Regions from separate parts of the Sus scrofa genome. Here region 2 is linked to region 1. Evidence: chromatin contacts called from public HiChIP or PLAC-seq data. All regions are on one chromosome and are shown on one strand. The core of a region is the stretch at or near the end of the contact, and the rest is flanking DNA. Distances in the headings are between cores, read along the strand shown. Region 1 overlaps BTBD9 (BTB domain containing 9). Region 2 overlaps BTBD9 (BTB domain containing 9).

The links. HiChIP or PLAC-seq counts read pairs in DNA pulled down with a chosen protein or histone mark.
Region 2: a contact with region 1 is called in an H3K27ac HiChIP or PLAC-seq map of alveolar macrophages. The contact joins two enhancer-like sites. A contact is called at or near these places in 1 of 47 Hi-C or Micro-C datasets (epiblast stem cells) and 1 of 2 datasets of contacts at active chromatin or transcription factors (alveolar macrophages).

Annotation. Positions count from the first base shown.
Region 1 is chr7:33,866,985-33,874,919 of Sscrofa11.1, forward strand. All of the region lies in intron 6 of BTBD9 (BTB domain containing 9), which reads right to left. Among named protein-coding and RNA genes, the nearest start is that of BTBD9, 250 kb to the right of the region's middle. Within about 2 kb of position 3,232, at least 11 of the 83 cell types and tissues checked have an H3K27ac peak or open chromatin away from gene starts, as enhancers often do. A contact at or near this core is called in alveolar macrophages, where this site is marked.
Region 2 is chr7:34,002,226-34,010,160 of Sscrofa11.1, forward strand. All of the region lies in intron 6 of BTBD9 (BTB domain containing 9), which reads right to left. Among named protein-coding and RNA genes, the nearest start is that of BTBD9, 120 kb to the right of the region's middle. Within about 2 kb of position 3,501, at least 4 of the 83 cell types and tissues checked have an H3K27ac peak or open chromatin away from gene starts, as enhancers often do. A contact at or near this core is called in alveolar macrophages, where this site is marked.

The DNA.
Region 1 (7,935 bases), core at 1,982-4,481:
CCCTCGCCTCCCAATTATAGGAAACTGAAAATAAAAAATTATACTGGAATACATTTTACAGTCTTAATGATAGTGTTTGTGATAACTAACAAGATAATATATATGATTGCAAAAGCACTGAGAGATGCCTCCAGATAAAAAGTTCTATATAAATGAAGATAATGTTATCTCTGCTGCATAATCCTGAGGTCAAATTAGCAATTCACCACTGTACATCACACTTCTTGATTAGCCTGTTATATGTAATGCTCATAACAAGTTTAATTATTCCAGTTCTACAATACTTTCTAAGTCTCCATAAAATTATAGCCTAATTTACAAAAATGACATAAAGTCCTTACTCAAATCCACATTAACAAAGTCACGAGAAAGAAGCCATGCTCCTTTTCTCCAGCAAGCAACTGCTTAGCATAGGACTCTGTCCTTTATTGGAGATCTCCACCAGAAACAGCAAACAGGCTTTACCTAATCCCCCCACTTCAGCGACCAGCAGGGCAGCCTGGAGCTCTCCATTAAGACCTCAGGGACCCTGTCCAGCTCAGGCGAAGGAGGCCCTGCTCCACGAGCAATGTCTGGAGGGAGGAGGGGGCAGCCCAGGTGCCATCCTTGATCACAAGCAGATTTCCTTCATGGGGCTCACAGTGGGGGCGCGGGGGGGGGGGGGGGCATCCCAGAGGTGGAAGAGAAGTTACCCCTGCCCAGTAAGCTACTGACAATCCAAGGGATGGAGATGGCAGAGTCCCCTCCCTCTTTACTTTTTTATTTTTAAAAGCAATCCAAACCTGCTTCTGGGGCCTAACAGCCAAACAGGAGAAGTAGATACCACATTTTCTCCGTCACAAAAGATTTTGAATAAGAGGTAAAACTTGAGATTAATTTTTTTCTCCTTCAACATCGTCTCTCCAGTGCACACTCAGACTCTGATTTAACCTGATAATAAGGGCAGTGGCAGCTAGTGACTTCATCCGTGTGTAGAGAGGAACACTGCTGAAAAATATGACAGCTATCCTTTGTTCTCTCTGCGGTCCTCAACAGCAGCTCAGACAGTTGGAAGATAATTAAAACTTAAACAGTGCTGAGGAAGGCAGATAAGCAACAGATTGGCCATTTCTGATGAGGCTGAATGCTGTCCACGTGAGCTCTGGTCTAACACTCTGTTTCCAATATTCGCCTCCCCTGCCTATGTCAGCTGTCTTCTAGTCGCCGACAGAGACGGGGTCCTGGACACAGCTCAGAACAGGATGATTCACTGCAGAAGTTTCTAGAGCTGTCATATTGTGGGTGGAAACAGATTCTGTCTTCTTCAATAAAATGAAACCTAAACGCTCCAAGGATAGCACTCTGAAACTGAAAGGCACTATGGAGTTCTGCAGGACTTGCTTCAGAGTCTAACAGAAGCAGGTTTGGAGCCCAGCCCCATCACTTAATTCGCTGTGCCACTGTACAAAAAGGTATTTTGAACCTTTTTGAACCGTGGTTTCCATCTCTATGAGGTCAATAACACAAACCTTATATGATACACACACACACACACACACATATATTTTTGGTCTTTCTGTCTTTTCTAGGGCCGCACCCGCGGCATATGGAGGTTCCCGGGCTAGGGGTCTAATCGGAGCCGTAACCTCTGGCCTACGCCACAGCCACAGCAACTCAGGATCTGAGCCGCATCTGCGACCTACACCACAGCTCACTGCAATGCCGGATCCTTAATCCACTGAGTGAGGCCAGGGATCGAACCCACAACCTCATGGTTCCTGGTTGGATTAGTTAACCACTGCGCCATGATGGGAATTCCTGTTGTTTAATCGAGGTAATTATTTAAAGTGTCTAATGCAATGCTTGGCAGAGTAGAGTATCATTAACTAGAGATTCAAAGAGTAGGTCTTTGGAGGCAGAATTTCTTTGGGGCTTCAAGACTGCTGATTGTCTGGGAGTTTCTCTAACTGTGGGAGAACAGGGGCAGGTGGCAGGACGGACTTCAAGCGCACAGGCAGGGGCTGGCCTGTCCTCTCAGGACCCTGCAAGGACAGGCATCATGGGCCACATAAAGAGGCCACATTCCCAGTGCAGATTACCTGGCTCTATGTTACTTCCTGCTTTGGGCCCCTAGTCTTTAGGGAAGTCTATTTAAATGTTCTTGACCTGACTCAGCTCTGCATAAGGAGACAAGGGAAGAATCTTTTGTCCATATTTGGTCCAGCTACCCTGGCCCACAGAAGAGTTTCTTTTTTGTGCAAACTCTTGAAGTTTGGAGATCTAATTTATTAAGAAAAACAGCACTTCCTAACAGGGAGACATCCTAATACTGTGACCTAGAAAATGTTTGCCTTGGGGAGTTCATTGTATTCCCTGCCTGTTCTGGGAAGGTACTACAAATTCCTATTCTTAACCTACCCTTCCATCTTTCTTGTCAGGACGCTAGCAGATCTCATTTCTCAGTCATATACAATGCATCTTTAACAGAATGAGGAAAATACAAAAAAATAGCAGCTTGCACATCCCCATTTTAAACCCCTTGGAATTCTCTAGGCTTGGTATTCTTTAGTCTTTAGCCTGCTTGTGGTTACAGTTAATCCTTAACCTTTGCCTCTAGTAATGGCATCACCTAACTTCTATACTGAGCAGGTTCCACTACAAGATAAAATTGAATTCAGCAAAAAAAAAAAATATTTAAATGAGTTCTCAGGGGATTACGTAAAGACAGAATCCATCGGAATTTTATTTTTTGGTAAACAAAGTTTTATTCTCAAATTGGACTTAATATTCTCGAGTTAAAAAAGACTCCTGAGAAAACCAGAGTTAGCCTAAGACCAGGGACCCTTAACAGCACAAGAAGGGACCCTTAACACTTTGGCTCTTCCAAAAGGCGCCCCTGGGGAACTCTGCAGAGAAAAGCTGTTCTTTGCTGTGGTCAGGGGAGGTCGACTGACAAGAACTTGAGCTACAGCATTTACTAGGGTCTTAGAACCATGTGGATTTGGGATTCACCATTTCCACGATTTCCTATTTGACCCTTGCTTTCAAGGAGATAAGAAGAATGTAGATATACAATTCTTTAACCCAAGAAGCAGGCAATGTCTGCGAGTTCCCCCAGTATGCTATTTCCTTCTGGTTCTGGGTACAGTGTTAGTGCTCTTATAATCAAACCACGGACTGGAGGGGAAAGTGACTTCGGGTCTTGTTGCTAAGGCAGCAAGTGGAAAACAGTTTACTGCCAGAATGACAAAGAGCTTCTAGAAAAAGCATGTTGCAACAGAACAGATTTGTTACTCTTAGAAACCCTTCCCTCTGGCTGATCGGTGGAGCTATAGATTCTCTTCTACTGACTTCAGCCAAGGGCCCTGGCATCATTTGCTTACTGGGGAGAGGAAGAATTACTGAAAGGTTAAACACTCTGTACCCAGGGTGAGCCTAAGCAGAGGCTACTGTCTCAGGGAACAGCCCTGATGCTGCCTGAGCATTAGCCCGGCAGAGGGAGCGATCACGTTCCAGCAACTCCACTCTTCAACCTGAAGGGCAAGCAAAACAAGTCGTCATCTTGTTTTTCAGAGAAAATTGATGCTATATAGAACCAAGTACACAGAAGGGATAAGAGCGGTAAATAATTACTAACACATCATTACCCAGTGCTACTCAAAATAGAAAGTCATTCCAATATTAGACATAAATATTTGAGTGTTGTTTTTTATTTGGGGGAAAAGTGCATTTTGAAGAGTAGGCTTTTTCCCCACCCTCCAAATATATAGAACCTAAACCTGCCTTAATAATTTACCTTCAAGCTATGAAATCATATTTGAAATTAGTATCACAAAAGAACTTAATTATGATATTTATTTGTATGTCATATGAAAATGATATAACAAGTGATTCTACTTACTTCATTTATATTTTCTGTTTGCACATTTACCAGGCAATAGCCCTTGTAGGTATACTGGGTAAATCTGCTAATAATCCAGATTTAATAAACACTTACTAGGGATGAGAAATTGTGCTGAGCCCTGTGAGGAATGGACCAGAAAGACAGGACATAAACCTTCATTGGGAGAAGGTTACAGAGAAAGTCTAGGAATTTAGAAGCCAAGACTAAAACCCAGCAAACAGTATGATTTTTGAACAGAACTAAGTCAAAAGAATGACCTAGGTTCTAGTCAGAGCTTCACAATGTATTAGGTATAAAACTGGGGCAAGTTCCTTAATTTCTCTCCGTCTTAGGCTCCACGTTGGTAAGAGTGGTGAGTAGTGGTGAGGAGAAAGACATAGGAGCTGCTGACCTATTCACACAAGGTAGCCTAACCTTAAAACACCAAATTGAGCAACACGGACTTTCAAAGTCCTCCCTCTGAACCACTTTTGCTTCAAAGACCTAAAGAAAACAAAACACAGCTAAAAGAGAAATGATCCCCTCTCCACCACACATACACACAGATGACCACTGACTTACCCAACAAATATCAACCGAGTATTTACCACGTGCCAGCTACTGCAGCTGGGTGCTAGGATATGGGATTGAACACTGTAGATAAAGTCTCTTCCCTGCGGAAGTTACATTCCAAGTCAGGAGATCGACAACAAATTAAGAAACTAAATAATTAGCCACTGGTTGGTGATCTATTTTGCATAGAACTTGAGAGACAAACTTGCTAAACTGGAAGGATAAACAGTTATGAAACCTCTCCCTTAAACAATGTCCTACTTTATAGCAAGGATCTATATCCAATCTCCTGGGATAGACCACAATGAAAGGAATATAATAAAGAAAAAAAAATATAAAACTGAGTCATTCTGCTGTTCAGCAGAAACTGGCACAACACTGCAGATCAACTACACTTTAATTTAAAAAATAAACTAAAAAATAAATAAATAAAACCTCTCCCTGAAGGAATAAAAGAAGGGTCAAATGGGAAGGCATGATTAGCTTTGCCTTGGAATACAGATATACTGTAGATGAGCCTGCAATGTAGATATAGTACACCCATTATAGACGTTTCGCAAGATAGAGGCCAAAATCTAATTAAGTAGGTTTCTTAGGATCTGGAAAGAAGAACTGATTTGAATTATGTGGGAAGAAATGTCTGATTTACTTCATGGTTTGGTTTTTCTCTTTTCAGATTGTAATTTTTAAGGGATTACAGAAAGACAAAATAGCAAGTGGAAGATATAAAATGAAAAATGTATAAGGGAGAGAGGGAGGGAAGGAGAAAGAGAGAAGCCGGGTAAAGGGAGGAGCCAGGGGAGGCGGGGAGCGGGAGAGAAAGAGCATGAATAGGAACAAACCAATCCTTCTTCTGTCTCTGTTACGAGCTAATGTGAACAAATCCCCATGTGGGAATACTGTTAACCAATTTTATTACTCAATAAAACATTTGAAATCACCACAAAGTATATTTTAAGAAATAGAATGAAATTACCAAAAGTTCAACATTTGCATTTTTTCATTAACTTTCCCGCTAGCCCAAGATGCTGGGAGCGGGAGAGAGAATTTCACCAGTTTTATCTTTAAAATGGCTGTATTATTTTTTTCAGTTTATCCAACAGGCTGTGCATTTCCACGGATATAGACAAATGAGTCTAATGGAATTGTGCACTAGAGAAAACGTAGAAGAAAATTAAATTTGTTAGTTTCCTTATGAATCTGTAAGATCTCATTTGGTGGCTATGACCTGTGGCAAGCCTGCTTTAGGATCATGGTGGATAAGGGAAGCGTCTCCTTTTTTCTAACCTAAGACGACGGTGGGGATATGCCACTTATTGTAACTTAAAATTTTAAGGGCTGGCGGAGTCTGTCCTTTTTTTCCTTTTAGAGTAGAAGATTAAATAGAGAAGGAAGAGAAGCAAACAGAAGGAGAAAGAATTTCCTTCTCCCTGAAGAAAAATCTAAGAATCCTTCTAAGAATGTAAACATTTGACACACTGAGAAATAAGACAGGAATTGCCTAAGATGGTCAGAATAACAGCAGTGAAAACGGGGAGTGCCAGTCAAGAGAGTAATAAAGAGAGCATGGGGAGTAAAGAAACCACATATCTTCACTCCAGACTCCTCGGAAACTAGCACTGGAATTAAAATAAAAGCTACCAGCTTCTCAACACATCCCGTGCACTAGCCCTTGCATGCATTATCTCTCATACCCTACACATTCATATGATCAGGCTGGAGATTTCAAAGCTCAAAAGACAGAACACGTCACTCAAAGCCTCTGTACTCTTTACAAGCTATGTAAAGAAATCTGTGTTCCAGGCTCCTCAGAGGGAGAACTAACTAAAACGTATTTGGGGAAAACAAGCTCAATCCAGAAAAGCCTTATGTTTTCCACATACTATCCCCAAACTGTGTCAATGCTCACAGACAATTTCAGGGACCCTCCTTTGTCCTTTGGGATAGTCTGGACCTTTAACCTAGAGAATGGATCAGAAGATAAAAAAAAAAGATCCAGAGATTTACTTAGCACATAATTCAAGCATCAGTACAACTATGTACAAAGCAACCAACCATAGGCAGAGTAGTCAAAGTAAACAAAAATAATATTACAGGAGACTTGAGAAGAACACTCACTTCATCAGCCCAGAAAATGCAATTGATGAAAATAAAGCGAGGGCTATCTGTGTCCTGGGTGCCAACACTGGTGCGGATATGCACAGTGTTGTGGTGCAGAAATGCACAGTGTTCCGGTGCGGATATACACAGTGTTCTGGTGCAGATATGCACAGTGCTCGGTGTGGATATGCACAGTGTTCCGGTGCAAATATGTAGGGATATGCACAGTGCTCCGGTGCGGATATGCACAGTGCTCTGGTGAGGATATGCACAGTGTTCCAGTGCGAATAAGTAGGGATATGCACAGGGTTCCAGTGAGGATATGTACAGGGTTCTATTTCAGGAGTTGTTAAAGCCAGAAGTGCACAACTGATTTTACTGTAGAAGCCTGTACACTTCAGTTTCCAAGTAGCAAGAAGGATTACTAATCTCAGCACTACTGGTGTAAGAGATTTTGCTGCTTAAGTCTGTCAATGTGTTAGACCTTTAACACAAGCAGAAGAGAAAAGAAAATAGCAAGATGCTCTGAGTGGTGCCAGTTGTTGACCTACAGAGCCTGCCATTTACAGCAGGGGCTGAGCAGACGTGGGACAGTTTCAAACCCAGCAGTCTGCCCAATCATTTAAAAAGACATTTCCCATATTCGCGCCTTTTGTGTTAGGAGTCCTATGCACTGTGGACGTTTGGAAGCCTGTCCCAAATGTACTTCTACTGGATTAGCAAGCAAGTTGGGAGGTGGCATAGTTTGGCAAGGATTTTTTTTTTTTCCTTCCCCAAAGCTTCTTGAGAATTCAACCATTCAAGACCTAGACTTTACTGGTACAGCATTTAGTGCTAAGCCAGTGATCAGAAAGAAAATGTCAATTCTTACCCTTGTTTCAGAAATTCAAGGAAAGAAACACTTGGGAGAGAAATGCACATAAAGTAAAATGTATACTTTGTAGGAGAGGATTTATTTTTTAATAAACAAGATTCTATTACATCACTAGAGGTCACTGCTACTGCTGTGGTGTTTGGACTCATTAAAATAGAACAAAACAAAACTGGTTTAACTATCTCTTTTTCTTTCAGATTTTAAATTTTTACATGTACATAATTCAAAAAGTCAAATAACCTTTAAGATTATGAAAAATACCCCCCCACCCCCACCACCCATGCTCCATTTCCTCCTCTCCCCAGAGGCAATTGTTTTTACCTCTTTAGTGGATTATTTTAGGATTTATCTTACATCTATAATTATCATATGTTTAATCCTATTTCTTGATTTTCCAGTTTTAGGCCTTATCCACCAATCTACTACTATAGAAGACAAGTTTTTAGCTCTTTCCTCCATACACAGCTTTTCCCATCCCTGTATTGTAACTGTGGTTGATTCAATACTCAGTGTTTAGCTTATGATT
Region 2 (7,935 bases), core at 2,251-4,750, 140 kb after region 1:
TCAAGAAGTCAGCGTGATCTGCAGGGTCAAAGGCAGAGGGAACCAAAGCTAAAAAGTGGCTCAACACTAGTGGGCAGATCGTACCCAGAGGAGGCAACACCTCACTGGGGTTCCTGCTGAGTTAGCTGGGGACCGAGAATGCTACATATGGGCATAAAAGCCCAAAGACAAAACCCAAAAAGGGACTCAGATACGAAAGAGGTGAAGGAGAGAAGGCTTTAAAGGCTCGTCCAGAGGGAGCTCTTCCAGGACAGGCATGGATTGGGCCACAGAGACGAGCAAGGACAAGAGACAGTGGAACTCGAGTGTAGGCACAAGAAAAAATGGTTTCAAGAACAGGCCGGCAGGGTTGTAGTGGAGATGAAAGTGTTGTCTCCCGTCCCTGTGAATACCTGCAAATGCAGCACTGTGAAAGACAAAACCTGCCCTGAAGAATCATGCTGCTGACAGGAAAGGCAGAGGGTCGGTTAAATAACAGTAGCAGTGCTGCGGGTGCCACCAAGTCCTGCGTCCAGGTCACATGAGACACAAGAAATCACATGAACGAGCTAAAGTCCTTACCTTTAATTGGTAACCAACTAACTAGTATTTATTTACATGTACTTAGCAAATAATTACTTTTTTCTTGCATAATACTAAGTAATAACACTGGTTCATTTTCTTCAATTTATTGCTGGTTTAGTAGTTATTTATCTTTTTCATCTTAGCACTGATTAAAACATAAAATGTCTTTAGGAAATGTTATGTCCTAATTTATGGTTTAATTTAATCTTAGCAGTCAAACACTGATAACACTGCATCTCTTAAAGAAATCAGCCTATCTATTATCATATACCAACAACTACATTAAAAGAAAAGAATCTCATTCTCAAGTGAGAAAAGAAGAAACTGAAAAGCTAGGAGGCAATGAGGGAAGAGACAAATCCTCAGTCCTCCACGAGCCCAACGAGATTTATTAAGACTAATTAAAGAGATATTTCCCTGTATTTCAATGATGGAGGATGCCTCATCCGTCTGTTGACTTTCCTCTTCAAGCTTGTCTGTTGTCTTTCACGTAAAGGAAAAGAGCCTCTTCCCCCTTCTAAAAACACGGAAGGTGAAGACTACACTGTAAATAGCTTTTTACCCCCAAGCTCAAAATTCCCAATAAATTGCAGCTCCATTAGTGTTTACTCCGTCTTGAACAAAACTGGAAAAAGACTAACCAGGTCCCATTTTAAAGATGAGAAAAGTGGCACACACGCAGAGCCTGAGCGAGTCTCCGACACACGGGAAACGAGGGCCAGCCATCCAGTGTAGGCCTCTCCTGGTCTCTCCCTCACAGCAGCCTTCCGTGGAGGGCAAGAACCTGGGCTGCACCCAGCTTTCCACCTGCTAGTACGTGATCTTGGGAAAGTAATCTTCACGTTCTGACAGTGCCGCTTCCTTCACTGTAAAATGGGGCTGATATTTACATCTACTCCCTAAATGATTTTCTAGGAACCATCTGGAAGGAAGGGTTCTTTCTAAAAAACTGGGCATTCTTAGAGTTCCCGTCATGGCTCAGTGGTTAACAAATCCAACTAGGAACCATGAGGTTGCGGGTTTGATCCCTGGCCTTGCTCAGTAGGTTAAGGATCCAGCGTTGCCATGAGCTGTGGTGTAGGTCGCAGACGCGGCTCGGATCCCGAGTTGCTGTGGCTCTAGCGTAGGCCGGCGGCTACAGCTCCGATTAGACCCCTAGTCTGGGAACCTCCATATGCCGCAAGAGCGGCCCTAAAAGGACAAAAGACCAAAAAAAACCCCCCAAAAAAACCCTGGGCAGTCTTATCATTTATGGATTTAAGACAAGAATGACACAACTAAGATAATAATTTAAAAACTCAGATCTATTAGTCATTAATTTCATAAGCTCACATCCTAAAACTGCTATATCTATATAGCATATATTTATAGTTTTCGTTTCAATTATTTTGCTTTACTCGACTGAGATAACAATTATGTGCGTATATATAAGCAAATATGCACATAATGTTTAAAACACATATTTACATATATGTATATTTATAAAATACATAATGTTTAAAATTATAAGGAAAATTACAGTGTCAAGAAATACCATACGAATTCTTGTTAAAATGGTTAGTAAACAAACCAGAGCCAATGTGCATTTTGATTATGGAATTAAATTTAAGCTTTCAATTTAAGATTTCATATACAAAATAAAATAGTGCCACTATTATAAAGGATTACATGATTACATAAATAGGAGGAGTTGAGCAATTCTGTTTATAGGTGTTTTTTAAAACCAAGACAACATTTTTTCCCCAAGACAATACACATCAAAGATTTAACCTAAAAAGAATGAGATACTCCTGCATTTTTAACCCTTTGAAAACTGTCCAGGTTATAGAGAAAACTTCTGTAGCGTTTAGAATAACAACAAAGTATGCAGTGACCTAACAATTACTTTGAATACATGACATGTATCACAATTACAGTGGGTAAAATTGCTCCTTCCTCTGGCACCCTGGAAGAGCAATGTTTAACAAGAAAGAATTATTTATGCCTACAAACAGAGAACTGTAATGGGCCGTTTTACTGTAACACATCACAGCAGTACAAGCAAGCTGCCAGAAAGGTGTTACCTGGTTTTGACTTATACTCCTCTGATTTCCAAGACCAGACTAAAGCTTTGAAAACAGCAGGGGCTTTGGTTTTGTTTTTCATTATTACTGAGAGTCAGTGGCAATGAAAGCTGTGCTGATGGGTCTTCAGGTAAGAATACTGAGGTTCCACCATTTCCTGCTGAAAATGAGTTTTCACCAACTGCCAGGACTAGGGACGTCAACACCTACTTCCATTTTTCTCCCTCTGCTTAAGTGCTTATAGTGATTTAGTGATGTTAATCATCACTACATTCATTTCTGGAACAATAAAGTAATGCTAGGAAGCTCCTATCATAATGCATTGCAAAGTTTTCAGAGGAGAAACGAGCTACAGTTCATCAGTTTTGCTACCAACCGTAGCAGTGGGTATACTGAAATCAAATTAGCTACAGAAATAGCAGGGAGGGTAAAACATGTAGGGGGGCACCAAGCAGGGCTGAGGGGGGACAGAAGAGAGATCAGACCAGGCCAGAGGGAAACTTCTCTACAGTCTGATGACGCAACACAACAGGGAAATTGGTTTTAGTGTTTCAAACTTCAATTAGTCACATTAATTAATGCTAAAAACAATGTTAACAGTACATCATTTTCATCAAGTTAAATAAAGGATTATACACATTTGAGTAAATTACAAGCATTAAACATTTAAATAACTTGAAATGAAGCCATTACTGTCATTCAAACAAGTTTCTACAGCTAAAGGCTGAATGTTAAGTATGAACTGATTTGGCATTACAAGAATATAAATCCTTTATCTTTTTAGTAAGAACAAATGAAGAGATTTGACGACTTCTGACTTTAGTGAGTGGTTTGCAGTAACATAGCGCCCTCCAGTGGTCAGAGGCTCAAGATACAATTTCTAAAGGCCAAAGTTCAGTAGCCAATTTTGTTCCATTTTGAATGGTGATAATACACCTTAGTCATTGTTGTTTTAAGACAATTGTTTAATCACAGCACATATTTTCAACACCTGACCATCTTTCCATTGACAGATTTCCTTCACCAAATTCAAAGCTTTTTTTTTTTTCTTCAAATTTAAATCTAATTTGTTCCTGAGAAGTGTTCTGGAGATTAAAAAAAAAAAAAAAAATCAAAGCAAATCCTTACACTGACATACACAGTTTCAATGATGAGTACACTGTTTTCTATAAACTTAGAATAATGGGAGATGGTATTAATTTTTACATGTTAAAATTTAAGCTCTATCTAGAGTGTGAGATTGTAAACATCTCTTTTGCTTGTTATACAAGACAATAAGTACATAAGGAAAGTTCAAAATTACAGAGATGCCTTTTACTCATTTTTGTATATATGTGAACATCTCTGTTTTTAAGTAACTATAGAAGGTTCATTGTATTTACATACCTTTTTCATCATTATAACTCTTATTAGAATAGATCCAAATTTAAGGGCTCCAAATATTATTCTGAAGAAACTGGAAAAGAAATTTACCCTTACAGGTTATTTAAAAAGCTCCCTTAGGCCAATCTATAGTGCTTCCATTCTTAAAAATATACGTATTTCTTATATGAAAAGAGATTATAATTCTATTTATAATAACCTAAAACATGAATTAAATTATTATAATACTCTTGGTTTTTCTATGGTGGCAACTGCATGGTATGAAAGTACTGCCCCAGACCCTACAGCAAATAGTTGCTAGGCAGAATAAGGTAGTTATTTTCAAAATAATAATGATCGTCTCATTAATTTTTTTTTCTTTTGCCTACCCAAAGATGAGAAAAGTTTGAACATGTTTTTGAAAGGATCGTGCATTTCATTGGAAACAACAAAAGCAGCTCAATGTAAAGAGATATGACTTTGGATTTTGACTCCACCACCACAGACCGTGGTGCAAACAACATCTCTGTGCCTTCGTTTGTTCATCTACAAAATAGAGATAATTGTTCCCACCTCGTGGGAACCTTCTGAGGATTCGGTATAACTAGGCAAGCAGAATCCTCAGCCCAGTGCCTGCCTCTAGAGATCCTCAAGAACGCCATTCCTACCCCTGCAAGAACGCGGAAGACCTATTTCCCATCTTCTCCCTAGGTCTAGGAGGACTGGAACCAGATCAGGAGATAGGGAGTCATATGGATGAGTCCACAAAACCCAGTGTGACCTTGCAGGCAGATCTGGAGGTGGCTGGGACAGCAGAGAGGAGGGGCAATATCAGAGCCCCACAGGGATGGGGATGGTGGCTGAGAGACGAGGCTGTGCTCATGAATAAGAATGGCTTACTTAGCCCATCTTAATTACTGTCATGTCTTTCTCTCTTCATAGTTAAGTACTTAAAGCAGTGAGGTGGTGGGAAATGGTATGGGAGTGATACCAAATCTTTCCTGGGGAAGATGGGCACACATGTAGTCTGAACATGCATTGTCAGAATTATATAGACTATATTTGCAAAGCATTGTCAAAATAAAATAGACTACATTTGCAAAGCAGGCGCTCTTGCCCTTTGTGACCATGAAAACAAAGCAGTTGAACAGGCTTGATGTGAAAGTGACCTATGCTGTGCTCTGTCACTAGCAAGAATGGGAAAAACGCTTGTGGCTAGCAAACAGACCACACTTTCACACTGATCCCATGTGACTAAAGTAAAAAAAAAAAAAAAAAAGGCAATCTTCTAAGACTGCCATTGCCTTGATTCTTTTGTTACAATTCTTACAATATTTAATGGATATTTTAAATAATATTAACAGAGGTGTATCATTTCTGAGTTTACCAAAAAAGGACATGAGTTTTACAATGTTGAGAAACATTTTTTTTTAAAGATGCAAATCAGCTTCAGGAAAATGAGAGGGTAAAAGGGAGAAAGGGCTCAAGGGACAACTTTTAAAATTCAGGCTTTAGGCTAATGGTCACACCAATTAAAATGCAAATGGATAAGGCTTCCAGATTTTGCCAGCTTGCCAAGTACCCTGATGACTTACTAGTGGCAACAGCCATTATACCTCCCCCTTCTGCATCAGTGTCCTAAACAATGCCCTAAAAGCTTAAGACAGTTGATGCCAGATCCCAAAGTGGGCAGGGCCTGGCAACATACACACACACACACACACACACACACACACACACATGCACACACCCTCCCTCTCTCTCCAAGATCCACTCTGAGGGTAGAAACTTTGAACCATGGCAGCAAAGGTACCAGTATGTCCCTCCATCCACATGGGGAATATCTTATTATCAAAAGGGAAATCTCACAATACAGAGCTAGGACTAGCAAGCAAATGACAGATGGGTCTAGATGCTTAAGGTAAAGGACAGAATTGGTTTTGGTGACTCTCTGAATATTCATAGAATCTATAAAAGTCCAATCCTTTTAAGATGCAGTCTGTTAGAAATGAATATGCAACTGTACCAAATAAAAACACTGTATTTCTCAAAATGGACACATGGAGGGAACTTTTCCCACATCCCGTTGCTGTCACATATGATTTCTGGATAAAGTATTATCTGAACTTTATATTGATTTGTGATCTATATTCTCTAATGTAGGTCCCTAAAGTTTTTATTTATTTTTTTCAAATTGCATTCCCTCTTTTAACATTTCACTCACCACAAAAGATGCTACATTCAGTAAGATATTTCCTAAGGATAGTGTTAGAACCGGGTAGCTCTTCAAAATGATCAGGATTCCTGGACCCCACACATGGCAGCGGCATGGGGTTCCTTTGAGAGTTTCCCAGATCATTACGTGGAAAGAAGAGAGAGAGAAAAGGAAGCGGGAGAGAGCAGGGGCAAGAAAAGAATACAGTACTCAGCAGGAAAGAACTATTATCAATACAGTAACTACTTCTTACAACCAGACCTCTCTCACACGAAAATCATCATGTGCTAGAGGATTTCCAAACCTGTTACTATAAAACTGCAACCAACGAGTTGAACAACCATCACTGCAGGCAAAGGCTTCAGACCCAGCTATTCTCAAGTCCCAAGCAGCAAAGAAGGTATTTTTTCAAGTCTTAATTAAATGAGCTTCATTAGAATCAAACTGCAGGCAATCAAGCAAGGTGGCAACGGCCAGGTTTATAGAAAGAGGCAGTCAACGAGAATAATACGCGTCAGGTACGCTGAAAACAAATGGATTTAAGGCTGAGGTGTTCTCGGTCTTAACACTGCTTTTTTGAAATTTTGTTGGCTTTACAGAAACACTGACTATAAAGTCACCTTCATAGTAACAAAAATCTTCAGTAAGGTCAGCACTGGAGTGGTTCCCAACAAAGTATGAGAGGTAAGAAAGCTGGTCGTTTCTATCAATTTAAGGCTATAATATCTAAAACCAAACTCACCCTAACCCAGTTTTTCCCACAATGGGGTTTTTCTGGGACTCATCTGAGGTTTAAGGACCAGTCACAGCCCCAGAACGAGTCTGTCATCCACAACTCATGTCCATGGAGAAGAGAATGCCCCACATACTTCTAAATAGCAGATTATGCTAAACAGGTCTGCGGAACACAAGCTGATTTCTGTCATTATTTAGAGGTGCATATATATTTCAAAATATGTATGGCTCTATTTTGTCCTATTATCTAGCACCTTAAAAAAAAAAAAAATTCATCGGAGTTCCCTTCGTGGCTCAGCGTTAACGAACCCGACAAGGATCCGTGAGGATGCGGGTTCGATCCCTGCTTTGCCCAGTGAGTTAAGGATCTGGTGTTGCCATGAGCTGTGGCGTAGGCCGGCAGCTGTAGCTCCGATTTCACCCCTAGCCTGGAAACTTCCATATGATGCAGGCACAGCCCTAAAAAAAAAAAAAAAAAGACACACAAAAAAATTCAGCGCAGGAATTAATCCACAAAGGGCTGGAGTGGATGCGCTGGCTGGGAGGGGCCATACCTCCCTTCTGCGCACAGGCCATTGGCTTGAACTAGTTACAAGCCCAAACCCAACGGCAGCAGAGGCCGGGCAATGTAAAGGGACCCGGGAAGCAGTACCACTGTTTCTGCACATCATCCGATTCTCTAAATCTTTGACTCTAAATATCAAGAAGCCCTACCCCATTCTTCTTGTACGTTTCACTCTCCTTAATAAAGGTGCCTACGCATCACCTCCTCGGGTGACTTCCTCCCATCACTGCACAGGGCCAGTTCTCGGTTCTGTGTTGATCTTCTTACAAAATTACATCCAAAATGGATGGGCCCCTAAGGATATAAATTCCGCAGAACAAAAATCTGTACAATCAAGTGAAGTCCCCACACATTTTTCTCCATACCAATTATATACCATATTTTAAAAATACACACACATACTAATGAATGATCTAGCACATTTGGAATCT